Linked DNA regions of Hordeum vulgare: region 2 is linked to region 1. The links are chromatin contacts, called in public Hi-C maps. All regions are on one chromosome and are shown on one strand. The core of a region is the stretch at or near the end of the contact, and the rest is flanking DNA. Distances in the headings are between cores, read along the strand shown. Region 1 holds the start of LOC123439130 (BTB/POZ and MATH domain-containing protein 1-like). Region 2 holds the start of LOC123439077 (oleosin-B6-like).

Region 1 (7,163 bases), core at 1,599-4,098:
AAGTAAAACATTGTTTATATCGGAATAATAACCCTGCAACCCAATGAACTAGATGGTTTTGTTCATGTAAATTATCTTCATGGGTTGAACACGAACTGAACGGTTCCCTTCCATCTGCCCATAAGGTGGTGTTGTACATATGTTTATGCATTAAGAAAGTCAAGAAAGAATGAAATGGATGATATGATACACCTGATCTGTATTTACTGCACCTTCTATTTCTACCAGCAATACCAGAGGATACATCAACATCGGTTGTTTCGTCAGTTGAAAAATTCCCCAAAACCAATATACCAGAACCAGCAGCAAGCACTTGGATTGAAACGACCTGCAACCAACATAGTGAAAATCACTTCAAAGAAAATTAACAGAGTTGAACCACGGGTGAAGAAAAGATAGTGTGGTTGGGAGAAAAAAAACTACGGAGACTTTGAAGATGGAGGGGCAACCTGGTGGATCGGACACACATGGCTGCTAGCGTGCTAGGGGGGAAGCTCCATGGAGTCGGTGGACGTATCCTCAGGCAGTCGAGATGAAGTCCTGCCCTGGTGTGTTGTGCTGACCTCCGGTAGCGGCCAATCTTGAAGCCTTGGCGAGGTGGATGCGGTCGTGGCGGATTTGACCGCCGCCTGACCTGGTCGATCTCCCTCTTCTTTTCTTTTCTGACGAGAGGAGATGGTGGGAGACGAGGTGGACGGCTTTGGGGGATTGGATCTGGGAAGAGGCTGGCTGCGAGGTGACATGAGGCAGATGAGGTGGTTGCCAGCGGCGATGTGTGAGCCTGATGGGAGCGGAGGGGAGGGGTGGACGAGAGATAGCGGCGGCGCGCTTGGAGGAGTCGGGGTGTGGAGTGGGGGGAGGCGGGGCTATGTGGACACGGAGGGAATTACGATCGTTCTTTCCACATCCGACGTTGCCATCGTTAGTGAACCTGAGGCTTCCGATTCGGCCATGGGAATAGCAGCCCCAGGACATTCGGCCCAGTACCAGCCCATGCGAGAAAACAATGCCTTGGACGGTCAGGGACGGCCGAGATGCACGATCCAACGGCCGAAATCGCTAATGGCCTGAGAGAGCTCGGAAAGGGTTCGGTTTTACTTTCCACATCCGACGTTGCCATCGTTAGTGAACCTGAGGCTTCCGATTCGGCCATGGGAATAGCAGCCCCAGGACATTCAGCCCAGTACCAGCCCATGCGAGAAAACAATGCCTTGGACGGCCAGGGACGACCGAGATGCACGATCCAACGGCCGAAATCGCTAATGACCTGAGAGAGCTCGGAAAGGGTTCGGTTTTACTGTCCTTAATACCACCATGGTCCATTGGTTACTCAGTATCCAACGAATGTGATGTTTGTTACTGCTCAGTATCCAACTAAAATATACAGTATTAGGTCGTTATCACTGGCTGGAATAATCTTTGATTTTACACGTCAGCTCCAACTCAACTAGGCCCCCTCTCTCTCTCTCTATATATATATATCTGAGATGGAATCTACTAGATTAATGCTTACCGACAGGTTGCTTACGGATCAATGATCAACTAGTACAGTACGTAGTAATTATTGCATGTCAACTTAGTTAGACTCAAGGCTAATCAAGCAAGCTGTTTCTGTCAAGTGTCAACCAACATGAACACGACTTGGTTCATTACGCTGCAACCGCGAAACGCCCAACCTAAGGCGACAGCTGAATAGTAACTGGAGCTAGTATGAAGGACCAAGCAGAAGAAAGAGGGGGCTAGTTAATTAATCAATACAGTATAACGATATTTACCGTAGTTAGACACATGCTCAGTGCTTAGGTAAATTTTAAAACAACCTTAGTGTAGTGCGCGTAGCTCCAAATTAACTCCTAGATATTGTGATTTGCAAAGAAACAAAATCCTAGTCACCTCTGTTAGGTTGAATCGGCTGTGATCCCACTTGTTCTTTGGTCGGGAGCCACTGATTTATACTCGGCTTACACATAAACCGAGTCCGTGATAAGTGACACTCGGTTTATAGTGCCTAAGCCGCGTACGCTAAGCTGACTATAACACTTGGTTTACATGTCGCCGAGGTTTTAATGCTCTTTGCCGAGTATGAAACATACTGGGCTTTATTTATTTTTCCTGTTGCTATCAGCACCGCAGAAAATTCAGAAATTCCGGACAGTTTCCATGTGGTTCTTGAAGTACGTTAGGAGTGTAGGGATAGACAACCGGTGGGGTAATTAAGCTTTGGAGATGCATAAATAAAGCATGTTATTGCAACAGGCTGATTCCTCTTCTATATGCCAAGTCATATCTGCAAAAACGATACAAATTATGCTTGATACGTTGACAAATGTCCAGCACTCATCTTGCCGAAGCCGACGGTGTGTCTGATAATATTGCTGCCGGACACCGGCATATCCTAATTCTCCCATCGACAAGAACGGCGGCACAATTAATTAACTTTACTTTTACTAAAGCAATGCAACAAGAGATCAGATGCGAATAAGATGAGCGTTGCGGACTGAAGCTCCAAATGCAACGTCAGAAAAATAAACCAGCAACGTTTGATCAAAGCAATGGATAACGGAAAGTAAAAGCCACATGATCAGGCTATGATGCAGATGCAGGGCAAGCATCGCCCCTCGAGACGCAAGGAAAGCAGATGTGCTCAATCAGCAACCTTTCTTCACACGGTCAAGCTAGTCATGATCACACCCTAAGCGAAGCAAACCAGGCCAGCCAATGAGACAAGAAAGTTATTTTAGAGACGGACAAATCGAGCGACTAATGTATTATGGAAGTGAAACACTTTTAGGACTATATTATTAGCTGATGAAGAGTCAGACAATCAGAATGGCCAGCTTATAGAAGAGCCCACAAGAACCAACAAGATCTTGGTTCAAGTTACTGTCTGATATAATCCTTTGGTACATGGAGAGAATGAGATGAGAGAGACCGATGGCCAAATGCCCACAAAACGGAGTCTCGCGTCGCGTCTCTCGACTCCGGCCAGCTCAAACAACAGCAATCCGAGTTGAGCTGCATGCTTGGAGAGACAAGCTTCAACTGCATACCAGTCAATCCGATTCAATATGCGATTAAAGCAAACAGAGATGGTTATCCATGTCCGGCTCGTATATGGATTACTAGTCGGACAGCTTATAATTAATTAGCTTCTATATAGTCTCATGTATTCCGTTGATCGAGTGTACATCCAGATCCAGCCAAGCCAAGCTAGCTAGCGGAGATCGATGACTCGCCGTTGCCCATGGAAGAAGCGGACTACGCCGCCGCCGGCGTCACGCAAGCCGACATCGTTCGTCCGAGCCGAGCACGAGTTCCACATCGTCGGCTACAAGGCCGACGCCCGCGCAGCGCTGGCCTACAACGCCAACTATTCCATCCTCTCCGGCGCCTTCGAGGTCGGCGGCCACACCTGGGCTCTCGAGTGCAGCTTCCACAACAACGACGACGACGAGCACCTCACCTCCATCACCCTCCTGCTGCTCACCCCCTACACCACCCAAGACGCCGTCGTTGCCAAGGCCAGACTGAGGATCGAGGACCCGCTTGGCAATTGGCCCGCCGCCGTCTGGGAGAGCGACGGGACCTACACCTTCCACGTCTGGTCCGGCAACACCTGGCTGCTGTCTCAGTCTCAGGCCGGCAGGAGCTGGACGTTGCCGGTGCCGGACGCATTCCGCGGCCACGAGAGCCGCTACGTGCAAGACGACCGCCTCGTCATCCTCTGCACCGTCGAGGTCCTCCGGGAGGAGGACTCTGGCGTCGCCAAGGACATGCACAAGCTTCTTCTCCTCTCGTCGGAGCCCAAGAGTACCTCCACACCTACACCTGCACCTGCATCCCCATGCATGCTGCCGGAGCCGGACGTGACGTTCGTGGTGGAGCAGGCCGAGATCCAGGCGCACAGGCTGATCCTAGCCATGCGGTCACCGGTGTTCGCCGCGGAGCTCCTCGGTGAAATGAGAGAGGGTACCACCCGTCGCGTCATGGTCGATGACATGAGCGCCTCAACCTTCAGGGCCATGATCCGCTTCATCTACACCGACGAGCTGCGCATCAAAGGAAAGACGCCGGCGACGAAAAAGGTCGTTGGTTGCAAAGAGAAACGTGCGGCGATGCGTCGTTTGGCCATGGCGCTTGACCTGCTCGTAGCCGCGGATCGCTACGACATCGAGAAGCTGAGGCTCATGTGCGAGAAGACGTTGTCCGAAAGCATAGACACGACGTCAGTCATGCCGACATTGATGGCGGTGCATGGCCGGCACACCTGCCGTCAGCTGGAGGCCTCTTGCATTGACTACTTGGCGTCCGATGCCAACGTGTATGCCAATGTCAAGGCGACAGAGGAGTACAAGGAGCTAGAGGAAAGCTGCTGTTCCTTCCTAGCCGATGTGACAGACAAGGTAGCCACCACATGTATATTAGCGGACAACCACGCCGGCGACACTACCAGCGTCCGCCGGCCAGAGAAACGGACAGCGTCGACGTATAACACGTCGGAGTTGGCTCACAGCATACACGAGTTGAGGATCCCAAACATTGAGAGCCTGCAAACGAGCTCTGGTGCCAAGCAAAGATTCAGTTCGGACACTTTTCGGATAGGAGGCCATGACTGGAAGCTGGACGCATCGGTGAAGGAAGGGAAAATTTCCGTGTTCGCCACATTGTTGACCGATCCGGGAAAGGCTGGTGTTAGGGCATTGGTATGTTTCATGTTGGATGACCCTGGTGGAGAGACGACCCTAATCATAGGGCCTTTTGAAGACACCTTCACCTCACAAGGTGCATCCTATGGGTATGTGGATTGCACCAGCGTGAAAGATGCCGTGTCGTCATACATGCTACCACATGATGGATCCCTAACAATTCGTTGTGAGTTTATATTGACCACCAAGGCACGCACCGGTGGTACCAGCGGCAGCGACACCTCTGCCGGTGCCGGAGACGACGCTCCTGATGTGCCACCGCCTCCCAACGTTGCGTATCATCTTGAGCAGCTCCTGATGAGCCGGAAGGGGTCAGACGTGACGTTCCTAGTCGAAAAGGAAGAGATCCACGCGCACAGCCTCGTCATCGCCGCTCGGTGCCCGGCCCTCTACATGATGGTTGTGGACAGCAACCAGAAGAAGGAGCACGTCGTAGCCGTCTGGTATATGAGGGTTGGAGTCTTCAAGGCGGTGCTTCACTTCATCTACACCGACGAGCTCCCTCCCTTGGAAGACATAGCCGTTGCCGCGGGGCACGATGTGACGACAATTGCCTATGGCGTGTTGGATGCCGCGGCTCGCTTCCATCTGGACGGGATGAAGGACAAGTGCGAGGCCTTGATTGGTGTGTGTGTGTCGCAACAGAACGTGTTGGCCATGATCAGACTAGCGGGCCATCACGACCGCAAGAAGCTCCAGGATTACTGCATGAAGTTCAAGTGATCTCCACACGTGGATAACCAATAATGCATAGGTTACAGGAGTTTTACAGGCAGGTAGAATTTAATTGGAAATTAAGTGGGGTGAGGGACCCATCCTTTTGAAAAATCAGAGGAAGAGGTTAGTTAGAAAGAAAAAATACTAGTCAGCGTGTAACTTTTTGTAAGTCTTTGTATGTTTAGCATTTTTGCGTGGATAACTGATTAAGACACGATCGAGGGTGATGGCAACAATCCGAAGCATGCACTAGTTAAATTTTAGTTATGTAACTGCTCAATTGTTTGTGGTTGCTAAATGGATTTATTATTGCCGCCATATTAGTCAGTGTTTCAACTATCGGTGTTGTCAATAAGCAAAACAGCGTACAACACCCAGTAAGCTAGAGGCTAGAGCGATCAACCAAATTTGTGTAGCCAGAATGTCGCTCGCTCCTGCTTGTCGCACCACATCGACGCCATGCATGCCGCTCCACGTAGCACTGCCATGACTTCTACCACACCTCGTTGCTCTCCTCCTCTCCAATGTAAAATGGTATGTGTCCAGTGTTTCGTCTGTGCTCATTGTAGGCAGTGACGGAGACAAGCCTGGGACAGCTAGCGCTATAACCCTAGGCTCTAGTACCAAGATCCTTTGTAATTTCTTTGGGAAAAGTTTACGTTCAGCCGACGGATCGCACGCGAGCGATCCGCCGGCTCCTCTGTACGACGCGTGTTTCTTTTCTGTAACTTTATCTATGTTGTAAAATTTTCTTCCGCAACAATACACACGTTACAAAACATAAAAACAAAGAAAACCTCGAAACATGCGTAAAGAAAAAAAACTGTAACAAAGCGATTGTTTCAGAAACTCGAGCGTTGTTTCAGGAATTACCTGGTACCCAGCCGAAGAGCGCGAGAAGATAAAAAAACTGCAACAAAGCGATTGTTTCAGAAACTCGAGCGTTGTTTCAGGAATTACCGGGTACCCAGTCGAAGCACGCGCAAAGAAAAAAAACTGCAACAAAGCGGTTGTTTCAGAAACTCGAACATCGTTTCAGGAATTAGATCAAAGCCCCGCATGCGGATCGGATGGATGAGATCGGCTGAATGCACCAAATCAAACGGCTGTGAAGATGGTGGATCATTGGAAATGATCCGCCGGTGGACGCGTAGCGTTGCCCAATTTCTTTATACAAAGTACTGAAAATTTTAAGAATCTACTAGCAAAAGGGCCCATGCGTTGCAACGGGAAAAAGAGAATACCACACGCTTTTAATTTATAAAAAATGTCTATAGCCTGAGAATTTGTAGTTACTACCCAAACAAAGATGGTCTTAACCTACAAAAGCGTAGTTCAACATTCCAGAGGTCTTCTATTTAACATCATATTCCGATTCTATATATTTTTCTAATTAAATTTTATGTAGAACATGTTAAATTTGAAGTTAGGTTTAAAAGATGTGAATATTTTAAAAAACATTTGATATGTACTGCAGGTCTAATGTCAAAAACATAAAAAAAATAAATATAAAATAGCATGACGGACTGAGAATACCTATTTCCTTTATTAGTAGATATAGATTGTTCAAGCTAGCTCATCATATACCGTTGCATGCGATATCAAAAGCTAATAGCTTAACAATGTATCTTCAACCAGTACAGTTTTTTTCTCTGGAAAAAAAAAAGAGATGACAAGATGTGGACGAATTTAGAATCTGTTGGAGAGAAAGACCAAATCCCACTGATCGACTATACTGAC
Region 2 (7,163 bases), core at 1,553-4,052, 160 kb after region 1:
CCTTGCCCATGGCCAGGAAACCTTGACCATCTTTGATCAACGAGCTAGTCAACTAGAGGCTTACTAGGGACAGTGTTTTGTGTATGTATCCACACAAGTATTGTGTTTCCAATCAATACAATTATATCATGGATAATAAACGATTATCATGAACAAAGAAATATAATAATAACTAATTATTATTGTCTCTAGGGCATATTTCCAACAGCAGGTGCATCAAGGATTAATTAGGTGCATGCCCAGCTAGCACTGTGAGTCATAACCCCTTGCCCTTTTTCCGCACTAGCAGGAGATGGGTGAATTTTGGTCGCCAAGTATTCCTCCGTAAAAAAATATAAAAATATTTAGATAATCAAAGTAATGTTCTAAACGCTTTTATATTTATTTACATAGTAAGTAAGTAATATCACCAGCTGGACGATCTGCATATTCCCTTGACTGCTGGATGAAAGAGCTGAGCTAGATCGGGTCGTCCATCTCGCCAAACTGCACCTAACCTTATAAGACCAATTACTACGTGAACAATGCACGGGTGACAGGTAATGTAAACAAGACTGACTAGCTAGCCTCACAAATACACTTAAATGATTGAGGCAATGGGTCAATGACCATTCCGTTGGGCACGCTAAAAGGATCCTAACAAAGGGATAAGATTAGGTATCCCTTTTCCCGTTCGCTCGCTCGCTCCCCTGCGAGCAACGGGCGAACCCCCAACCACCACCCCGCTCTCCTCGGGTGTCCTTTTCCCGTGCGTGCGTAGGGGGTGTGGGGGGACGAATCCTATTTGGTGCTGCGGTCCTTGGTTAAAGTGCATTTTTCTTAACCGACGCCTACAACGTTCGGTCATGGGCCGGCCCATTGGAAGGAAAGGTTTTTCGGTTTTGTGAAGGTTCCAAAAACTTTTCTAGATGCGTTTTTTCATTTAGGTTTTTTTAGGACTGGTTTTTCTTTGGTTTATTTTTTTCTCATTACTTTTTCATTTTCATTTTAATGTTTATATATTTTTTATTTTTATGGAAAAATGCAGCCATTTTTTGATTAACATTTTTGCAAACGAACAAATGTTTTTCCAAATTAATGAACCCTTTTCAGAATTTTATGAATTTTCTTTTAAAATTTTATAAACATTTTTTAATATTGATGAACTTTTTTCCAATTATGATGAAATTTTTGAGATTTGATGATTTCTTTATGAAATGGATGAAATATTTTTAAAATGAGAAACTTTTTAAAGATTTATGAACGTTTTTTTCAGTTCAACAAACTTTTTAAAAACTTTACTCAAATTCATGAACTAATTTTAAAAATTCGTGAAATTTTTAAAAATTTATGAACGTTTTTCCAAAACGCAGCCATTTTTTGATTAACTTTTTTTCAAACAAACAACTATTTTTCCAAATAAATGAACCCTTTTCAGAATTTTACGAATTTTTTTTATTAAAATTTTATGAACATATTTGAATATTGATGAACTTTTTCCAAATTATGATGAACTTTTTTTTGAAATGGATGAAGTTTTTTTAAATGATAAACTTTTTTAAGATTTATAAACTTTGTTTCAGTCCAATGAACTTTTTAAAAACTTTATTCAAATTCATGAATTAATTTTATAAATCCGTGAAATTTTAAAAATTTATGAACTTTTTCTCAGATCATAGTTAATTTATGAACTGTTTCAGTCGACGGACTTGCGAGAGCTGCTCTTATTGCACATAGTTACATTTGGACGGCTCATATGATACATAGTATACAGTGGCCGGACGGCCGGCCGGGGAGTCGGCGACGGCGCTCATTTCTTTGCAGCGGCAGCCTGCTTGTGCTTGTCCTTGGTGGTGGAGTTGGACTTGGCGGAGAGCTTGAGGTGCACGCCGGGGTCGCCGCCGCTGCATGAGCTGTGCAGCATCAGCGAGTTGTTGATCACCTGCACGTTGCTGTTGATGAGCGCCGTCATCATCCCCTGCTTCTTCTTTTCGCCGCCGCCGTGATGCTCCTCCCACGCGGCGTCCTTGCTGTTGCCGCCGCCCACCTTCATGGACGCGCCCTTGTTCTCCCCCGCCAGCGTGATCACGCTCGCCGCCTGGTGGCCGTGGCCGGAGCCGGATGAGCCGGTGGCCCCGTGCACCACGTCGGCGACGCCAGCCTCCTTGATCTGCCCGTGCAGCGCCTTGGACCCCTTCTCCTTCTCCTTGTCGTGCTTGCCGTCCTGGCCGGAATGGGCATGGTGGTGCTTCTCTTTCTCCTTCTCCTTGAGTTTGTCGTGCTTGCCGTCCTGGCCGGCGTCGGCATGGTGGTGCTTGTCTTTGTCCTTCTCCTTGAGTTTGCCGTCCTCGCCGCCGGCGTGGTGCTTCTTGTCCTTGCTCTTGTGGTCGTCCCTGTCGGCCTCCTTGTGGTGCTTGGTCTGAGCGGCGGCAGCAGCAGCAGCGGCAGGCGGGTGCACGGTGGTTTTGTCCGGCTGCGGGACGACGTCGACGTCCTTGGGCTTGGGCGCCGCGGGCAGAGCGATCGGCTTAGGTGCCGGCTCGGCGGCAGTAGCACCGGCGTTGGAGCTGGTGTTGGGCGGCGGCTCTCGGATGGGCGCGAGCGGCGAGGCCCGCGACGGGGACGCCCGGCTCTGCGCCGCACGAGGAGGAGTCGGGGTCGGGGTCGGGGTCGGAGACGTAGGAGCGGCGCCTCTGGTGGGTTGGCGGCGCGGCGAGGACGGCGACGGGCGGCGCGGCGCGTGCGGGCGCACCGGGGGCGTCCCGGTCCAGTAGGGGAACCAGTACCTGGGCGGCTGCTGCTGGTGGTGGTCGCCGTCCGCCATGGACTCCTTTGTGTTTGTTGGTTGGTTGATTTTGATTACACGACGACGGCGGCGGGATTGATTTATAGCGGATCGGAGGCAAACAAAACAATCTCATTTGAAGACGACGGAGGATGATGCCGGCAATGGCGGGCATGGAATCTGATCCTGCCTCGCCGCGGAGGGGAGACGACGATGACGACGACGAGAGGACACGCCTTTGCTTTGCCCTGCAGAATGTATACTTGGAATCTCTCTTTAGAAGGAACAAATCTTTGCTTGCTTGCGACGTGTTTGCTTGCTCCATCTCCATCTCCATCAACAACATCCTTCTCTTTTTTATTTTTTTTCTTTAATAAAAACTCAAAAAATGCGTATGAATAAGGTATACGCGGGGGCGCTAACGATAAACTTCTTCACAAACCTCCAGCTGCATGCGGAGCGAGCCGCAAGTTAGGCTGGCTCGTCCAAACCCAGATGTCTACAACAACATAATCCAAGGTCGATCGATAATTAAAATGGATGTGGCACCCCCTGCGATAGAAGCCAAGGACAAGCTTTCCGGTCCAGTTTGTCGTGGAAAATGAAGAACTTGTGGTTGTTTGACAACTTTCCCATGGTTGTTTGATTCTGCCTAGTGTCCCACCTGTTCATCATGGTGTGGCATCGGCGGAACGACTATAACCTGTTGGATGTAAGGTGAGTGTATAAAATGTTCCATGACTGTCTTGGAGTGCATGAACAAATTTTGGAATGAACATGACATCATTCTTTCTTATTGCCAACCCGTTATGCTGCCAAAATTTCTAGCAAAAATCCTGATTGTTTTGGGCTGGGTGAGGGATTTAAGTAATGGGGAAAACTCGGCCGTCAGCTTCGGGTGGAGGAGACTAAGGGTGGCACCGATGAGCTTTGGGCGGGTGGGGGAGGAGAGCAGGGCGGCGACGCCTCGTTGGATGGAAGCCGGAGAGGAAGGACGGTCGGGCGTGGCGATGAGATTCATGGCGGCGGTGGCGTACGCATCAGGCTGTCCGTCAACGTGCGTTCATCCTGTGTGTTTTCCTACAGCAAAGGCCCAACACAACGCGGTCAGCCCCTGTGTTTCTCCAGCTGCCCTGACGCCCGACGGCCATGGCTTCCTGCGAAGGACAGAGAGAGGGAGGTGAGATAGCGAGAACCGGAGAGAGGGAAGGGAAGGAGAGGAGGGAAGGGCGGCACAGGGAGAAGCGGACATGGGAGAGTGGCGGCTGGGCAACCCACGTCGCGCGGCGGGGAGGAGAGGAGCCTGGACACCGAGGCTCAAATCTGAATCAGGCGACCAGAGCCGTCGCCAGACCAGGAGGAGGTAGCCGTGCCGTCCCTATTCTCCCTTCTCTTCACCCCATCTACAGGGACGCGGAGCGCCGCTGCCGGCCATGGAGGGTCGCCGCCGGACCGCACTATGCGCCGCCGCGTCCCTATTCTCCCTTCTCTTCACCCCATATACAGGGACGCGGAGCGCCGCTGCCGGCCATGGAGGGTCGCCGCCGGACCGCACTATGCGCCGCCGCGTCCCTATTCTCCCTTCTCTTCACCCCATCTACAGGGACGCGGAGCGCCGCTGCCGGCCATGGAGGGTCGCCGCCGGACCGCGTCCCTATTCTCCCTTCTCTTCACCCCATCTACAGGGACGCGGAGCGCCGCTGCCGGCCATGGAGGGTCGCCGCCGGACCGCACTATGCGCCGCCGCGTCCCTATTCTCCCTTCTCTTCACCCCATCTACAGGGACGCGGAGCGCCGCTGCCGGCCATGGAGGGTCGCCGCCGGACCGCACTATGCGCCGCCGCGTCCCTATTCTCCCTTCTCTTCACCCCATCTACAGGGCGCGGAGCGCCGCTGCCGGCCATGGAGGGTCGCCGCCGGACCGCACTATGCGCCGCCGCGTCCCTATTCTCCCTTCTCTTCACCCCATCTACAGGGACGCGGAGCGCCGCTGCCGGCCATGGAGGGTCGCCGCCGGACCGCACTATGCGCCGCCGCGTCCCTATTCTCCCTTCTCTTCACCCCATCTACAGGGACGCGGAGCGCCGCTGCCGGCCATGGAGGGTCGCCGCCGGACCGCACTATGCGCCGCCGCGTCCCTATTCTCCCTTCTCTTCACCCCATCTACAGGGACGCGGAGCGCCGCTGCCGGCCATGGAGGGTCGCCGCCGGACCGCGTCCCTATTCTCCCTTCTCTTCACCCCATCTACAGGGACGCGGAGCGCCGCTGCCGGCCATGGAGGGTCGCCGCCGGACCGCACTATGCGCCGCCGCGTCCCTATTCTCCCTTCTCTTCACCCCATCTACAGGGACGCGGAGCGCCGCTGCCGGCCATGGAGGGTCGCCGCCGGACCGCACTATGCGCCGCCGCGTCCCTATTCTCCCTTCTCTTCACCCCATCTACAGGGACGCGGAGCGCCGCTGCCGGCCATGGAGGGTCGCCGCCGGACCGCACTATGCGCCGCCGCGTCCCTATTCTCCCTTCTCTTCACCCCATCTACAGGGACGCGGAGCGCCGCTGCCGGCCATGGAGGGTCGCCGCCGGACCGCACTATGCGCCGCCGCGTCCCTATTCTCCCTTCTCTTCACCCCATCTACAGGGACGCGGAGCGCCGCTGCCGGCCATGGAGGGTCGCCGCCGGACCGCACTATGCGCCGCCGCGTCCCTATTCTCCCTTCTCTTCACCCCATCTACAGGGACGCGGAGCGCCGCTGCCGGCCATGGAGGGTCGCCGCCGGACCGCACTATGCGCCGCCGCGTCCCTATTCTCCCTTCTCTTCACCCCATCTACAGGGACGCGGAGCGCCGCTGCCGGCCATGGAGGGTCGCCGCCGGACCGCACTATGCGCCGCCGCGTCCCTATTCTCCCTTCTCTTCACCCCATCTACAGGGACGCGGAGCGCCGCTGCCGGCCATGGAGGGTCGCCGCCGGACCGCGTCCCTATTCTCCCTTCTCTTCACCCCATCTACAGGGACGCGGAGCGCCGCTGCCGGCCATGGAGGGTCGCCGCCGGACCGCACTATGCGCCGCCGCGTCCCTATTCTCCCTTCTCTTCACCCCATCTACAGGGACGCGGAGCGCCGCTGCCGGCCATGGAGGGTCGCCGCCGGACCGCACTATGCGCCGCCGCGTCCCTATTCTCCCTTCTCTTCACCCCATCTACAGGGACGCGGAGCGCCGCTGCCGGCCATGGAGGGTCGCCGCCGGACCGCACTATGCGCCGCCGCGTCCCTATTCTCCCTTCTCTTCACCCCATCTACAGGGACGCGGAGCGCCGCTGCCGGCCATGGAGGGTCGCCGCCGGACCGCACTATGCGCCGCCGCGTCCCTATTCTCCCTTCTCTTCACCCCATCTACAGGGACGCGGAGCGCCGCTGCCGGCCATGGAGGGTCGCCGCCGGACCGCGTCCCTATTCTCCCTTCTCTTCACCCCATCTACAGGGACGCGGAGCGCCGCTGCCGGCCATGGAGGGTCGCCGCCGGACCGCACTATGCGCCGCCGCGTCCCTATTCTCCCTTCTCTTCACCCCATCTACAGGGACGCGGAGCGCCGCTGCCGGCCATGGAGGGTCGCCGCCGGACCGCACTATGCGCCGCCGCGTCCCTATTCTCCCTTCTCTTCACCCCATCTACAGGGACGCGGAGCGCCGCTGCCGGCCATGGAGGGTCGCCGCCGGACCGCACTATGCGCCGCCGCGTCCCTATTCTCCCTTCTCTTCACCCCATCTACAGGGACGCGGAGCGCCGCTGCCGGCCATGGAGGGTCGCCGCCGGACCGCACTATGCGCCGCCGCGTCCCTATTCTCCCTTCTCTTCACCCCATCTACAGGGACGCGGAGCGCCGCTGCCGGCCATGGAGGGTCGCCGCCGGACCGCACTATGCGCCGCCGCGTCCCTATTCTCCCTTCTCTTCACCCCATCTACAGGGACGCGGAGCGCCGCTGCCGGCCATGGAGGGTCGCCGCCGGACCGCACTATGCACCGCCGCGTCCCTATTCTCCCTTCTCTTCACCCCATCTACAGGGACGCGGAGCGCCGCTGCCGGCCATGGAGGGTCGCCGCCGGACCGCGTCCCTATTCTCCCTTCTCTTCACCCCATCTACAGGGACGCGGAGCGCCGCTGCCGGCCATGGAGGGTCGCCGCCGGACCGCACTATGCGCCGCCGCGTCCCTATTCTCCCTTCTCTTCACCCCATCTACAGGGACGCGGAGCGCCGCTGCCGGCCATGGAGGGTCGCCGCCGGACCGCACTATGCGCCGCCGCGTCCCTATTCTCCCTTCTCTTCACCCCATCTACAGGGACGCGGAGCGCCGCTGCCGGCCATGGAGGGTCGCCGCCGGACCGCACTATGCGCCGC

The links. Hi-C and Micro-C count contacts between places; a contact is called where the count stands out from the background.
Region 2: a contact with region 1 is called in a Hi-C map of leaf, with 8 times the contacts expected there. The contact joins the promoter of LOC123439077 here to the promoter of LOC123439130 in region 1. A contact is called at or near these places in 2 of 6 Hi-C or Micro-C datasets (both in leaf) and 1 of 1 datasets of contacts at active chromatin or transcription factors (embryo).

Annotation. Positions count from the first base shown.
Region 1 is chr3H:3,151,730-3,158,892 of MorexV3_pseudomolecules_assembly, forward strand. LOC123439130 (BTB/POZ and MATH domain-containing protein 1-like) reads left to right here and starts at 2,849. Exons shown (of 1, transcript XM_045115879.1): 1 at 2,849-5,500. The coding sequence starts at 3,228. The coding sequence ends at 5,429.
Region 2 is chr3H:3,309,147-3,316,309 of MorexV3_pseudomolecules_assembly, forward strand. LOC123439077 (oleosin-B6-like) reads right to left here and starts at 2,803. Exons shown (of 1, transcript XM_045115828.1): 1 at 1,790-2,803. The coding sequence starts at 2,803. The coding sequence ends at 1,790.